Regions from separate parts of the Sus scrofa genome. Here region 2 is linked to region 1. Evidence: chromatin contacts called from public Hi-C data. All regions are on one chromosome and are shown on one strand. The core of a region is the stretch at or near the end of the contact, and the rest is flanking DNA. Distances in the headings are between cores, read along the strand shown.

Evidence for each region. Hi-C and Micro-C count contacts between places; a contact is called where the count stands out from the background.
Region 2: a contact with region 1 is called in a Hi-C map of fetal skeletal muscle, with 3 times the contacts expected there. The contact joins the promoter of CPNE5 here to the enhancer-like site in region 1. A contact is called at or near these places in 12 of 47 Hi-C or Micro-C datasets (embryonic fibroblasts, epiblast stem cells, fetal heart ventricle and 7 more) and 1 of 2 datasets of contacts at active chromatin or transcription factors (alveolar macrophages).

Annotation. Positions count from the first base shown.
Region 1 is chr7:32,308,822-32,316,081 of Sscrofa11.1, forward strand. It overlaps LOC102161912 (a long non-coding RNA gene), which reads right to left. Exons shown (of 4, transcript XR_304410.3): 2 at 2,667-2,998; 3 at 2,003-2,296. Among named protein-coding and RNA genes, the nearest start is that of SRSF3, 23 kb to the left of the region's middle. Within about 2 kb of position 4,555, at least 25 of the 83 cell types and tissues checked have an H3K27ac peak or open chromatin away from gene starts, as enhancers often do. A contact at or near this core is called in alveolar macrophages, fetal skeletal muscle and retroperitoneal adipose tissue, where this site is marked.
Region 2 is chr7:32,505,342-32,512,601 of Sscrofa11.1, forward strand. CPNE5 (copine-5) reads right to left here and starts at 3,049. Exons shown (of 23, transcript XR_002345691.1): 1 at 2,309-3,049.

The sequences.
Region 1 (7,260 bases), core at 3,305-5,804:
AAAGCCTTTGGCCTCTCTGGGAACTCAGTCTCCACAGCCGAGAAGTAGCAGCCACGCTACTTCCCTTCTAGGCTGGTTGGGACAAAACCTGAGGTAAAGCTTCAACAGCTGCCTGGCAGAGAGGAAGCCCTAAAAGTTGCCAGGCTCATCATTATTCACATTAGCTCTACTCCAACTCCTTTAATTACTCATTTTTAATTCAAAGGTAATCTGTGACATGGTAGAAAAATTAGAGAACGAACTTAAAACAAAAAAGGAAGAAAGTGACCCAATAGCTTCTGGTTTCTGTGTTTTTCTATCCTGTTTTCTTTACAATGTGTGCTTGGAATGGGAAGTATCTTCATTTGCACTTGGGGGTGTTGGAGAGGTGATATCATGGCCCCACTCTGCAAAAGAGGAAACTGAATTCCAGAAAGAGGAAGTGCCTCCCCCAAGGTCATGCAGATAGTAGGAAGGTTAAGCCAGGTTTGAAACCCACAGCCACTGAGTCCAAGCCCAGCACTTTCGTCAGGACCAGGAGGGACTTCAGAAGAGTCTCAGACACCTGCCCCCAAGGCTCCATGTGTGCAGGAAGCCTGTGCCTATAATAGCATATTTGCTTCATGATGACTTCAGGTACTTAACGATTCCCCACTGAAGTTCGTATTCTGTAGCCTCCCCAGTCCTAGAGTCCTAAGAGTGGGCAGACTGTGCATAAATAACTCACTTAGGGTTTTTGGATCCCTGAGTTTTGCTTTCCTAAGGATACTGGGTTGGCACCGTCTTAAGGTCTGCAGGCACGTAAGTCCTTCTGGGCTTTTCCCTCGCTCTTTTTTTTTTTTCCCCCCGGCTTTTTAGGGCCGCACCCATGGCATATGGAGGTTCCTAGGCTAGGGGTCGAATCAGAGCTATAGCTGCCAGCCTATACCACAGCCACAGCAATGCAGGATCCAAGCCCTGTCTGCAACCTACACTGTAGCTCATGGCAATGTCAGATCCTTAACCCACTGAGTGAGGCCAGGGATTGAACCCGCATCCTTATGGTTCCTAGTCGGATTCACTTCCACTGTGCCACGACGGGAACTCCTTCCCTCACTTTTTTTTTTTTTTTTTTTTGGTCTTTTCTAGGGCCGCTCCTGTGGCATATGGAGGTTCCCAGGCTAGGGGTCTAATCAGAGCTATAGCCGCTGGCCTAGACCAGAGTCACAGCAATGTGGGATCCGAGCCACGTCTGCAACCTCCACCACAGCTCATGGCAATGCTGGATCCTTAACCCACAAGCAAGGCCAGGGATCAAACCGGCAACCTCATGGTTCCTAGTTGGATTCATTAACCACGGAGCCATGACGGGAACTCCCTTTTTTTTTTTTGTCCTCCTTTTTTTTTTCCCTCACTTTTAAAGGGTGCTTTTTGGGAGTTCCTGTCATGGCTTCATGGTAACGAAGCCATGGGGACACAGGTTTGATTCCCTGACCTCAATCAGTGGGTTAAGGATCCAGCATTGCCATGAGCTGTGGTGTAGGTCACAGACACAGCTCAGATCCTGTGCTGCTGTAGCTGTGGCCAGCAGCTATAGCTCCAATTCAATCCCTAGCCTGGGAGCATCCATATGCCACAGATGAGGCCCTAAAAAAGCAAAAAAAAAAAAAAAAAAAAAAAGTAGTTCCCAGCAAATATTTCTATTCTTTTCTAAAAGAAATGCCTAAAGTAACAAATATGCATGGTGCATTTCAAAGGTTAAAAATATGCATGGAGGTAGAGGTCAAGTGGATTGTTGGCAAATTGTTTCCTTAAAACCTATTAGTATAATTTTTATTCCAAAACGATAATTTTAAAGAATTTGAAAAAGATAAGGACATCAGCTCATGAACTCTAATTGTATGATTGTAAATAGTCACTTGTGATGTAGGCCCTGCCATATGCTGGTCCAGGTAGCACACACACTTATCTCCTGTGCCAACCAGGCAGTCATATCTAGTAGCCCTGAGGGTCAGGTGAAGGAAGAGAAGGGATCCTCACTTACTTGGTAAGCCCGTCTGCAGGAGCAGGGACAGCTGGGCTGGAGGTGGCATGTTACCTCACATGGTGGCCTGCACCTTCTCCTTGCACCCTGTAACAAATGTCTGCCAGCTGAGCTCTGACTCAGCTTTATCCACTGCTTCAGGCGGAGGCAGCCCATGATTGAAGACAAGTTTGTTACACTGGGACCAAATGGCCTGCAAGGTCTTTTTCAGCACTGACATTCTAGAATTTGGCAAGTCCAGAAAAAGAATGAGGTGTTTTTTTGTAAGGATGGCAGGTCCAGACAGTCATCTTCCTGGAGGGGAAAGGAAAAAGGTTCAATGCATACAGTGGGTGACAATTCATCCAAAGTAGGAGCATGCTTTTTAACAGGCTTTTGTGCTACAGCAGTCAGGCAAGTGTTAGTATTTGAGATTGGAGCAGTCTCAAATCTTAATCCTCATGCAGCTCTGTTAACAGTTACTATTCCCACTGCACAGATGTGGAAACTGAAGCTTAGAGAAGGAAACTAACTTACCCTAGAGTGAGGAAATGCCACAGCCAGAACTAGAACCCAAAGCCTGACTTCTTAGGCCTAAGCGCTTGTGGCACATCTCAGCTGTGTGTATATGCTCTTAACAGCCTTGGCATTGGGATTCACATTCATTCAGAGGCTACATGGATACCTGTTAAACCCCTGGAGGAAGCAGGTTATTTCTTAGGGAGGGCCAGTGGGTGTGAAGGCCGCAGTATGGGAAAATGATGCCAATGAAGAATGAAGACTGCCAGGGCCAGGAGTTGTCTCTGCAGTGGCCACTGGGTCGTCTTTCATTGCTCAGAGCAACATCAAGAAGGTTCTTCACAATATCTCCAGGTTGCGCCTTGGGATCGAGTTCTATGGCTGTTTCTAGCGGGAGAGCACAGCATTCAGAGTCTGGAGACCTGGATTTGGCTCCGGGCAATACTGTTACGCAAGCGTGAGCATCTTCCATGGCTCCTTAGGCCTTGGTCTTGTCATCTGTAAAATGGAATTAATATACTATTTTATAGGGCTAGTATATGGTTTAAATGGGAAAAAAACCCACCAATAATCTTTAATGAAAGTTTCATAGGTGCCCAGCACTGTTCACCTTGTTAACGATTTAATCACAGCAACCCTCAGAGGGTAGGTGCTATTACTATCTTCAGGTTAGAGAACAAAGGCAGCCTTGCCCAGTCGGGTCACCCATGGGCCACAATCCTGAGGTTATGTTCTAGGAAACACAACTCAGTGAAAAAGTGCAGTCACTTCCATAATCACTAATGCAGAGTCTCAGTGAACACTTAGGGCACCTGCACTCTTTGACAGGTATACATTAACCCTTTCCCAAACACATTAAATAACACTACTAGGAAAATGGTAATGAAAGAATAAGGCACTAGGCAATGGTGTATAGCAACACATGCCTAAAAACCCTGCACTTAGAATACATATAGATAAAAGGATACACTAGAATGGCTGCCTGTGGGGTAGGGGGATGGCAGTGATCCACAGGGTAAAGGGGAATACATAAAACAAGAATGGACTTGCCAGGACTAGTGATGACTGTGAGCCATCATCTGGGGTGTAGGATTGATTCATCGCACTGCATCAGAGGGCCAAAAATAAAATCGAGTAAAATAAGAGATGAGATGAAATCACTGCCTGAAACACATTGGCTATGGGCTCAAGGAGGAAAGGGGGCATACCTCCTGGGCTGCCTCACCAAAGGCAGAGGCCTGGAAGTGTCCTTGAGTCGGGTAAATGAGGTCAAGGGGAGAGCCAGTCACACCTATGTCTATAGCTCAAGCTCTAGGCCAGAGGCCACAGGCAGACTTTCAAGGCCCTAGGCAAGGAGCAAAGGGCAGCTCTTGGGTTAGTGTCAGATGTCACAAAGTTATCTGCTATCACACCTTCCTCACCAAGGTTTAGCCAAATCCACTATCAGGATGATTCGAAGGATGTCAAGGAGTTCCCACAGTGGTGTAGAGGAAACAAATCCGACTAGTATCCATGAGGATGCAGGTTCAATCCCTGGCCTCGCTCAGTGGGTTAAGGATCCAGTGTTGCCGTGAGCTGTGGTATAGGTCACAAATGTTGCTCAGATCTGGTGCTGTTGTGGCTGTGGTGCAGGCCAGCAGCCGCAGCTCCAATTCGACCCCTAGCCTAGGAACCTCCATATGCCATGGGTGTGGCCCTAAAAAGACCCCCCCCCCCGAAAAAAAGAGCGAAAGAAAGAAAAGAGAAAAAGACACCGATGTAAGTCAGCAATCCTATGATTATATGATGATTGTTGGCTTCTTCACCATAAGAGTTCTTCCACACACGGTCTAAGCGGTACACCCACCCAACTCCCATGCCAATGGACTGCATATGACGATCAGGTAAAGGAAGAGGGTATCTTCATTTCCTCAGATTGCCCATCTTTAGAGAGGGTCAGCTGGATGTAGACCTCCCTCAACAGCCCACGTGGGTACTGGAACCCCCTAGGCAAGTGAGTATCCTCTGGGCACAAAGTCTGCAGTTCTAGGCTCAGGACACAAGGTGGCAGCATGGGGAAGAAAGCTAGTTCTCAACTCCATGCAGAGAACATGCAGGTTTGCTTGTAAGTATAGGAAGTTAGGGACCATGGTCCTTAGAGGGTGAGTTGCTCATTTATTAAACATGAAATAAGGCAGAAGCCTATAACTCCAGTGGCTAGGAAAGGGCATTAGGAGAAGCAAGCATGATTTCCTAGAAAGTAGTCCTCACTCATTAACCACCACAGAGGTGGATGACTGTATGTGTGTTAATGTACGAATGCTTATGTGTGTCTATGTGTGAATGTATGTGATCATGTATGTATGGTGTATGTGACTAGTGAGACTCTGAGTGTGCGAGGGTGACTGTACATGAGTGAGAGAGTGTGGGGATGGGGGTGGGGGAAGAGGGAAGCAGCAAGCTCAGGTGTCGCCAGAAAGGCTGGGAGGAAACTATAAAGCTGGGCGATGCCGTCTTTATCAGGCAGCACTTCTGAGTCAATAGGGGCAAAGCGCAAAGTTCACATAGATAGTAGTGACTGGGAGGCATGAAGCATGGCCGTGGTATTGGAGAGGAGGCAGTGGCACTCTCCTGGGAAAGAAGGGCCCACACTAAATTCCACTTAGCTCTAGACTCAGAGAATGGATTCTGGGCCCAGGTTCCATCCAGCTGGGACATTTTCAAGTGGTGCACGGGGGACAGTTCATCTTCCTCAGCTTAAGTTTCTCCACCTTAAAATTGCAGAACTAGTTAGGCCTGCCTTCCTGGCTGCATGTGAGGATCAAAAGAGAGCCATGTATGTAATGCATGTATGAGAAGGCCTAGTATGTGATGAGTGTGTGTCTGTTGGCGGTGGAGCAAAACATGAAACCATGCTATTCAAGGAGCCTCATGGACAGCTTGGTGTGTAAGTGCCACCAGTAAGGTCAGTCTCCTGTCCTCTGCCTGCCCCCAGGCTTCTGAAGACAAGCAGTGGGCCTTCTCAGGAAGTGGTGAGTGCTCTGTCTCTGGGGAAGGGCCCTTTGCAGGAGACAAGCTTGCTTGGAAGGGGCTATTAGGCCTACAACCTTCTAGATCCAATTCCAGATCTGACATTGAACACTCTGGGTGGTTTAGAATATGGACTCATGCAAATTCCTGTTCAAGTTTTGCCCTTGTTTCTTTTCTTTTTTCTTTTCTTTTGGTTTCTTCTTTTTATTAAGGACTGGGTGGAAAGCATTTGGTGTCATTAGGGACTTTGAAACTACCGCCTCACACTGGGAGTTGGTTTGAGTCAACTGGTCACCATGGAATTTCTTTTTTTAGCAGATAAACAGCCAAGTTATAGGCAGCTGTTGCCCTGTCCAGGGCAGAAAGCAGCCTGTTAATGCAAAGCTGCCTGGCTCCTGTTTCTTGGGCAAACAGATGCCATGTCTCTCAACAATTAGGAATCCCAGAAACTGTGGTTTGGAGACCACATGTCTAGTTCTGTCTAGTTATTCAGGTGCCTTTACCTGGGAAGTTCTCTCTCAATGTCACAAGATAAAGGACATATATAGTAACTGGGGACTCTACTTCTTAGAGGCCACCCCAGGAGGCAGTAAACATTAAGTGCCAAGTCAGTGAGGAAATTCTGTTTTGGAGCCAAAGTGTAAAAAAACCCATCCACAAACCACTGAGCCTTTACTGAGTGCTCGTTTTGTACAAGTTCTGAGCCTGAAGGAGGAGGCCCTCTGAAGGGAGGGGAGGCAGGAGCTGGAAATTTTAAGTAGTAGGAGGAATTACATTGGAATGGTAAGGCCCTTTAAGAAGTGGGAATGGGGTGAGCAAAGGCATGGAAGTAGGAAGGTATAAAGTATGTTACAGGGAAGAGTTTGGTTAGAACAGAGCATTTACAACAATGAATAAATTAACATACATTCATTAGGCATCTACTATGTACTGGACACTGTTCAAGTTACCTGGATGAGGTTGGTGAACAAAAATCCCTCCTCCATGGACATTGCAGTAAATAGCAACAACATAAATAATAGCTCACATTTATTGAGAGCTTACTACATACCTGGTACTATTTTAAATACTTTATTCATTTTATCTTCAAAACACCCATATAAAGTAGGTATGGTTATTATCTCTAGTCCACAGATGAGGAAGCACTGACACTGAGTGGTGGAGGCAGAATTCAAACCCAGGGCCCATGCTCTGACCATGACACTCTGCGACCCTCAGTGAGAAAGGGTGAGAAGTCAGGTTGCTGGGTAACATGGGCTGGTCCAGAGGGCAGCAAATGTTGGACAAGGGGACCCAGTGCCTTTATAAGATTAAACTGGGGGCATGTGGTTGGAAAGATTTGGGAGTTCGGGGGGAAATGCAGCCCCCTGGCCTCATTGAAGAGGTGGGAGAAGAGTGAAGAGAAAGAAGATTAAGTACATAGGGCTTGGAATATTCCTTAGGCCATACCTTCTCTGGAATTAATGAACTTGGTATAAATTGTTCCCTCCCCATCTAAGAGGCCACCAGTTCACTGTGGATTATTATTTGTATTATTATTAATTGCAATTCATGAGGGGTGAAGAGGCCTTTCTGGTGGGTCAAGCCCTGAGCCAAAAACAAGGCGGCTCAAAGGGTCTCCCAGACTTGGCCAGAAGACAACGATGCTTTGCGCAGCATCCAGCCTCAGGCCCTCTCTCCAAACTCCCTCAAACCCAGTGTTCAGGTGAGCCACAGCCCCACCCCCATTCTCTCCCATCCCCTGCTCTGCA
Region 2 (7,260 bases), core at 1,799-4,298, 200 kb after region 1:
CCCAAACCCACTTACCATCCCCTGGGTCATGCTCGCCTCAGGCTGACATCACATGAAAGGGGATGGGATCCCAGAACCCCACCCCCACCCCCACCCCCGTCAGAATTCAATTATATCCCTGAGTAATGCTTAGGCAAAAGGTTTGAATCCTTGGGACATCACCACTTCCAGAGAGTAAACAGGAGGGGCCAAGCACCATTGCCTTACAGTAATCATTGTAGCTCTTTATTAAGCAACTACTGTGTGTGCAAAGCAAGCACAAAGTAGGGTGCTAGATGCCTAATGATCCTCTCCAACAGTAAGCAAATTCCTCCAACAGTATTTGCTGAGTACCTGCTGGGAGCCAGCCATGCTTCCAAGCACAGGGGCTACCTTGGCAAATGTTTCTCAACGAATCCAGGCTCTTTGTTTGCACTTGACAAATGGGGGAAACCAAGGCTAAAAGTTTGCCCCCAGTGGTGGCGCAGATTCCATGTGAAGGTGTCTGACTCCAAAGCCACCATGCCATTCGCCCTCTGACTCCTCCTCTCCCCTGGAGTAGAGAGTCTGAGTCAGGGTGGGGATCCCCGCCCTCAAATGCCTACAAAACTGCTTTGGGGGAAGAGGGCTTCTGAGATTTTCGTGTTCAGTGTGTGAGAGACCCTGTGGCCCAGGCTGAGCACTCAGGACCCAGGGGCCATAAAGACAGTGATCCGGGCTGGGCATCTCATGGGTGAGGAGGGCTGGAAGTGGGGAGTACGGGGCCAGGCCTTTCAGGATGGGTGGACATGAATGGGTAGAGATCAAGGAGGGGTGAGGTCTGGATGGGGAACAGGCTGTTTGGAGCCTCTGAGGAGAGAAGGATCCTAAGACAGCTCTGACACAGGCGTGACTGAAGGTTGGGAAGGAGTGTCAGGAGCGGGGACATGTGCCCCGCGGGAGAGGGGAGGGCGGTTTGTGGCAGCTGTTGATGGCTGAGGTTGGTGAGACTGGAGCTAATGGGCCATCAGGAATCTCCCAGCAGAGGAATGGCATGATGCAAATGGCCTTGGGAGATAATTCTGACAAAACTGTGTGTGGGACCAAGGGGGAGATGGGTGGGGCTATCACAGGGGTCCCCAGAAGGGCCTGACGCAGGGGACCAGCTGTGTTTAACCTCATCAGCCCTCACCCGCACTCAATCTAACCCCCCTAACCCCCCAGTCCTTCCCTCTCTCACATCCCAGACTGGCTACTCTGACTCCATCTACACCTTCTCAGTGCTGCACCTCTGGGATACAGGGTTGGGGGGCTGTGAGGGTGGATAAAAGGTCTGACCAAAGAGGAGCCTGGAAGAGGATGGGGTGGCTCTTTGGAACAAGTGCACACCCAGAACCCAAAAATGCTGTTGGTCATTTGGGTGGGGGAATGGCATCTCCAGCAAAAACTCAAGAGGTGAACTATGCATAGGCCACAGTTGCCCCTCAGAATCCCTGGGCCAGCCACAGGGTGACTACACTAGGGAAAAATCCTCCCTTCCCCACTGTACCCCTTGCTGCCTGGGCAGCCTTCCTCTCAGACAGAAGAACCGGGGGGAGACCCAGTTTAGATGGAGAAGTCACTCCTGAAACCTGTGTGACATGTCACACACACACACACACACACACACACCCTTGCTGGACTCTAAAATTCCACACTCAGTGTTCTAGTCCTTCTGCTTAAGATTTTGCACCCCGGTTATTTATTTTTTTTAATGTGCCTCTTTAAGTTGTTATCAGTTATCCACACCTCAGGATGAATGAATCAATATGATCCTTTTCCAAGAGTCATTTTGTTGTCGGAGGTGATGAAAGGCTTTAGAATCCTGGGTCTAGAATAGTGGGTGGGTGGGTGAGGAAGGAGAGAGTGAGAAGGTTGGGGCAAAGGAGAGGGGGGAAGAGAGAGGAGGGCACAGAGGGCAGAGGCTGGGCACGCCTGGCAGGAATGAGGCAACCACTCTTTTCTCGATTTGGGGAGGGGATAATCAGAAAGAGACTGCGTGAAGACCCTGCCACGTCCTTTCACTACCTCCGTCTCCCCACTCGTGCGCCTGGGCCCTTTCCTGTGTCTTATCTCCTCACAACAACAGCCGCGAGTGCAAACTTTCCGGGAAACGACCCTAAACCTATTTTCCCAATCCCCCGTCGCCACCCGTGGCTGGACAGGGGCTCTTGCCCCACAGGCAGAGGGGCGTCCTGGAGGAAAGGACTCTGGAAGCGGGCGCGCGAAGGCAGAGGGTCGCAGCCGCAGGGGCCGAGGGGCTTCGGGTCCAGGGGCGGGGCAGGGGGGCCCCGGCCAGCGGGCAGCTCACCTGCAGGACACGGTGATCTCCACCTTGGTGGCCGGGATGCTGCCCGCCAAGGAGTCGAACTCGCTCAGCGACGCCATGTCCTCGGGCTGCTCCATAGCCCACCGTGCCCCCCACCCTAAATTCGTCAATCCCTGCGCGATTCACGCCTGCTCCGGAGCAACAGAAACCCTGGTCTCTCCCCCAACTCCGGAGCTGGGGCTGGGCGGCAAAGGGAGGAGAGAGGAGAGCGAAAGAGGGGGCGTGGGAAGTGAGAGAGGGAAGGGGGGCGGAGGGAGCGGGGGCCGAGGATAGAGGAGAGGGTGCGGGTGACGCGACGAGGCTGGGGGCCCAGCGGAGAGGGGCAAGCAGCTCAGGGAGCCGGGCGCAGCGGGGAAAGCCGGAGGGGCGCGGGGAGGGACTCGCGGAGTCGTGGCCAGCGGCCCCGGCAGAGGGGCGGGGAGTTTGGGGGTGGGGGCAGAGGAGGTGCAGGAGAAGGCGAGGGGCGTGGGGGGCGGGATGGGGCGCGGGCTGTGGGGGTGGTGGGACTCAAGCAGCGCCGAGCGAGCCCTGAGCTCAGAGGCTGCGCCGCCTCCCGCCGGGTCTCCTCGCGGGCGGCGGCGGGGCTGGGGACGCGGCTGCGAGCGCCACCTCCTCGGCTCGGACTCCGGCTCCGGGGCGCCTGGGCTGCGGGAAAATCAAATCTGCCCCAAGCCGCCGCCTCCCGCCACCCGGGGCCGGCTGCGTGCCGGGTCCTCGAACGCCGGAGGGGGCGCCCGCAGGGGCCGGGGCGGGGCCGCGGGCGGGGTCTGCGCGCGGGTGTGAGTGTGTCCGTGCCAGCGTGTGAGTCTGTGTGTGCGTGCGTGTGGCGCGCGTGGGGACGGGGTTCCAGATGCCGGGAAGGAAGAGGGATGTGTGAACCAAAGGGCATCTGTAAGAGAAGGGTCTGTGCGGAGCCGGGCGGGGGGGGGGCACGTATGCAAAGAGACAGCACCCCCACCCCCAGAGGTTTGGGGGTGTGTGTCTTTGCTGAGGGTGCGCCCCACCAAGGGGCGGGTCTCGGTCCAGAAACAGACTCTTCATCTCCTGGGGAAGACTGTGGGGGCGACCCCAGTGCCCAGAGGGGCGGCCTCGGCTTCCCTTTAGGCCTAGGCAGGGTGGGCGTATGGGCGCCCCCCGCCCGCCCCAATATCCGCCTCTGGCTCCCTCTGGGCCTGGCCACGCGGAATTAGCTACCTAAGCCACTCACCAGCGCCCCCACCCCACCCGCGTCCCGTCGTCGTGACCACAAGGCTGAGCCAGCTCTCAGGTCTAGAAGCTTCCTCCAAGCACAGGGTGGTTCAAGCTCCCCGGGCTTTTCTGAAACCTGCACCGAGCCTGCTGTGTGCGAGGCTCCGATCCCAGCCGTGGGAGATCCCAGCCTCGGGAGAGAGGAGAGAGTTGAGGCGGGCCTCCCAGGCGGCCCCCTCCCAGCCAGCCCTTTGCGGCCGACCCTGACCCAGTCTCGCCCTTCTGGACCTGGGTTTGCAGCTCCGTGGCGTCTCCCCTGGGCCTCGCACATTGGCTGGTTTCTAGGAAATCCCCCACAGCCCCTCCTCAGCCTGTCTCAGCTTTGTTGAGCTGGAATCTCCCCTTCTGCTCCCACCGCCTAGCGTTTGGACCGAGCCGCCTTTGTGCCCCGGGGAGGGGTCTGGGGAGGCCTGGAGCCTGAGGCTGGCCCGGGAAAAGCCCCGCCCTCTAGGCCTGGCTTTGGCAGCGGGGCCTGACGCCTGACGGGGCGTTGCGATTGTTTGAAGTCAATTCCCAGAACATCACATACAGCCAGTCAAAGAAAAATATTAAGAACAGGTTCATCCTCTAGGGTTAAGTGTTCTCCGTTTAGCCATGGCTCAGGATTGGCTGGACTGGGTTCTGTCACCTGGGATACCCAGAACAAAGGCGCTGGGATTCCCAGGGCAGTGGGCGGTTACTGGGTAGGAGGGCTCCACCCTCTCTCCGGTTTAGCCTTGAGGCCCTGTCACCACCAGGAATTAGTCCGGCCTCCATTCCCCAAGAGCGAAAAACTGGGCTTGGAATGTCTGTGCCCTCCATTCCCCCACCCCATACCTGTCTTGGACATGCTTCAAACATACTTATGGAATGTTCTGCCAGTGTTTACAGAGTACCTGCCCTGTGCCCGGCCAGGTGCTCCCGCCCTTGGGAAATCTCCTTGGTAAGAATGATAATCACCACTCTGTTTTCAAAGAGCCTATCCTAGGGCAGACGCCATGCTTAATTTTTAGATACTTTCCTGTTCTATAAAATTCACCATCTTAAAGTACACAGATCAGTGGTTTTTAGTATATTCATAAGGACCATGCACGATTATAAGGTCTTAAAATAAGTATAGGTGTGAGGTATTATTATCCCAGGGAAGCTAAGTAACTCACCCATGATTACCCAACTGGGAAGTGGGAGAGCAAGAAGGTGAACCTAGGCTGTTGAGACCAAAGCCTGACTCTGAACAAGAGTCTTGACCACCTCTTAGGATGGGGCCGAATGATGGAGGGTTTTAAAAGCCATCCACGTGAGCTTCCGTTGTGGCTCAGTGAGTTAATGTACCCGACACAGTGTCTGTGTGGATTCGGGTTCAATCCCTGGCCTCGCTCTGTGGGTTAAGGATCTGGCATTGCCGCAAGCTGCAGTGTAGGTCACAGATGTGACTCGGATCCTGCATTGCTGTGGCTGCAGTATAGACCGGCAGCTCGCGCTCTGATTGGACCCCTAGCCCAGGAACTACCATGTGCCACAGGTTCGGCTGTAAAAAGAAAAAAAAAAAACATCCATGAGGAGTTCCCGTCGTGGCGCAGTGGTTAACGAATCTGACTAGGAACCATGAGGTTGCGGGTTCGGTCCTGCCCTTGCTCAGTGGGTTAACGATCCGGCGTTGCCGTGAGCTGTGGTGTAGGTTGCAGACGCGGCTCGGATCCCGCGTTGCTGTGGCTCTGGCGTAGGCCGGTGGCTACAGCTCCGATTTAACCCCTAGCCTGGGAACCTCCATATGCCGCGGGAGCGGCCCAAGAAATAGCAACAACAACAACAAAAAGACAAAAGACAAAAAAAAAAAAAAAAAACATCCATGAAATTAGGCCTAGTGGAGGAAGACAAGTGGGAGCCATCGCAGGTTGTTGAGCAGGTGAGTGGTGAGAACGAAGTTCTACTATATAAACCTTTAATGTGACAGCATCTGGCATAGCAGCCCTTGGGCCTCTTTCTAGGAAGGTTCTGGAACTTGTCTATTTCTCTCTATTCCCTCTTAATCCATTGCATTTCCATTGCTGGCTCTTTGGCTGTGTGTGTGTGTGTGTGTGTATGGCACTTACTGTGTGTCAGGTGCTCAGGTGCTGCCTTAGGTTCAGAGAATAAACAGGTGAAAAAGACATAGTATATCTCTCCAAAGTTCCCAGGCTAGTGAGGGCCCCAGGACATGCAGCAAATAAATCATAGTGGAGCATGAGGCGTGTTGTTGAGGTAGGTACAAAGAGCCAGCGGAGCAGAGAAGAGCTGACCATCAGGTCGGCCCCAGGAGTGGGCACAAAGGAGCGTCAGGAGGAACTGCAAAAAGGCGGTGATACTGAGATGGACATTGAAGATGATGACTGTTTGCTTCCCTCAGAACCAGACCCTGAGAGAGAGATTTAAACGCAAGTAGTTTATTTGGGAGATTAAGGAAATGCTGTGTGGGAAATGTGGAGGTGAGGCAGGAAAGGCAGCCAATAAGGGAGCTTTATCAAACCAGTTATCCCTGTGGGCGACCAGGGCTTATTCCCACTGAGGAGCTCTGGGAGACCAGCAGAACACATCTCACACTTAGCCCATGGGAGGGGCAGGGAGCAGTGGTGTGTACACACCACCTCTCAGCAGTCCCTGCCTCAGTGGCTGAGGGCTGCTTCCAGAGGGCGTTACCTCTCTGGCACTCTGTCCTGTCCAGCATAGAGTGGCAACAAAATTTCTAGAAGCCAGAGAAACCTTCAAGCAAAGAAATACAGGGGCTTGGCAGTTGGATGTGGGGCTGCAGCACACTGCAGTGGTAAAAGTGAGGGCACAGGACAGAGGCTGCTACAGATGACAAACTGCCTGGAGGATGCGGCTGAGCAGGTGCTCCTGGTTGGAGACCAGTATGATTAAGGGCTGGAGAGCTGTGGTTGTTTTTGTGTTTTCTTTTGGTTTGTTTTGTTTTTTGTTGTTGTTGTTGTTGTTGTTGGGGGGGGTGGTTGGCCACACTCGCAGCATGCAGAAGTTCCTGGGCTCTGGATCAAACCCATGCCACAGCAATGACAATGTCCCGTCCTCAACCCTCTCAGGGAACTCCCAGAGAGCTGTATTTAGGGACCCTAGTGTAGCTGCAGCACAGGATGAAGGTAGCAGAGGTAGACTATGAGGCCAGGAGGTGAGGAGCCATGATGCAATGCCATGGGCCTTGGCCTCCTCTGGGCACAGAGGCTTTTCAGAAGGGGACACCAAAGCTACATGGCTAGCCAGTGATTCCAGAACACAAAACTTGCTAAGCAGACCCAGGGCAAAATGCTCACAATCCTTGCTCAAATGAAATTTTTTTTTTTTTTTGGTCTTTTTTTTTTTAGGGCTGCACCCATGGCACATGGAGATTCCCAGGCTAGGGGTCTAATCGGAGCTGTTGCTGCCGGCCTACACCACAGCCACAGCAACGCCAGATCCAAGCCGCGTCTGTGACCTACACTACAGCTCACGGCAATGCTGGATCCTTAACCCACTGAGCGAGGCCAGAAATAGAACCTGCAACCTCATGGTTCCTAGTTGGATTCGTTTCCACTGCGCCACCATGGAAACTCCTCAAATGAATTGTTGATGGTTCAAAAGCAGCCTATGCCATTGGAGAAGTCCTTTCTCTTTGGAGGATGGGATAGTGCTAAGTGACTGAGGTCAGCTGCGATGTCCAGCAGGCCAGCAGGTGCTAT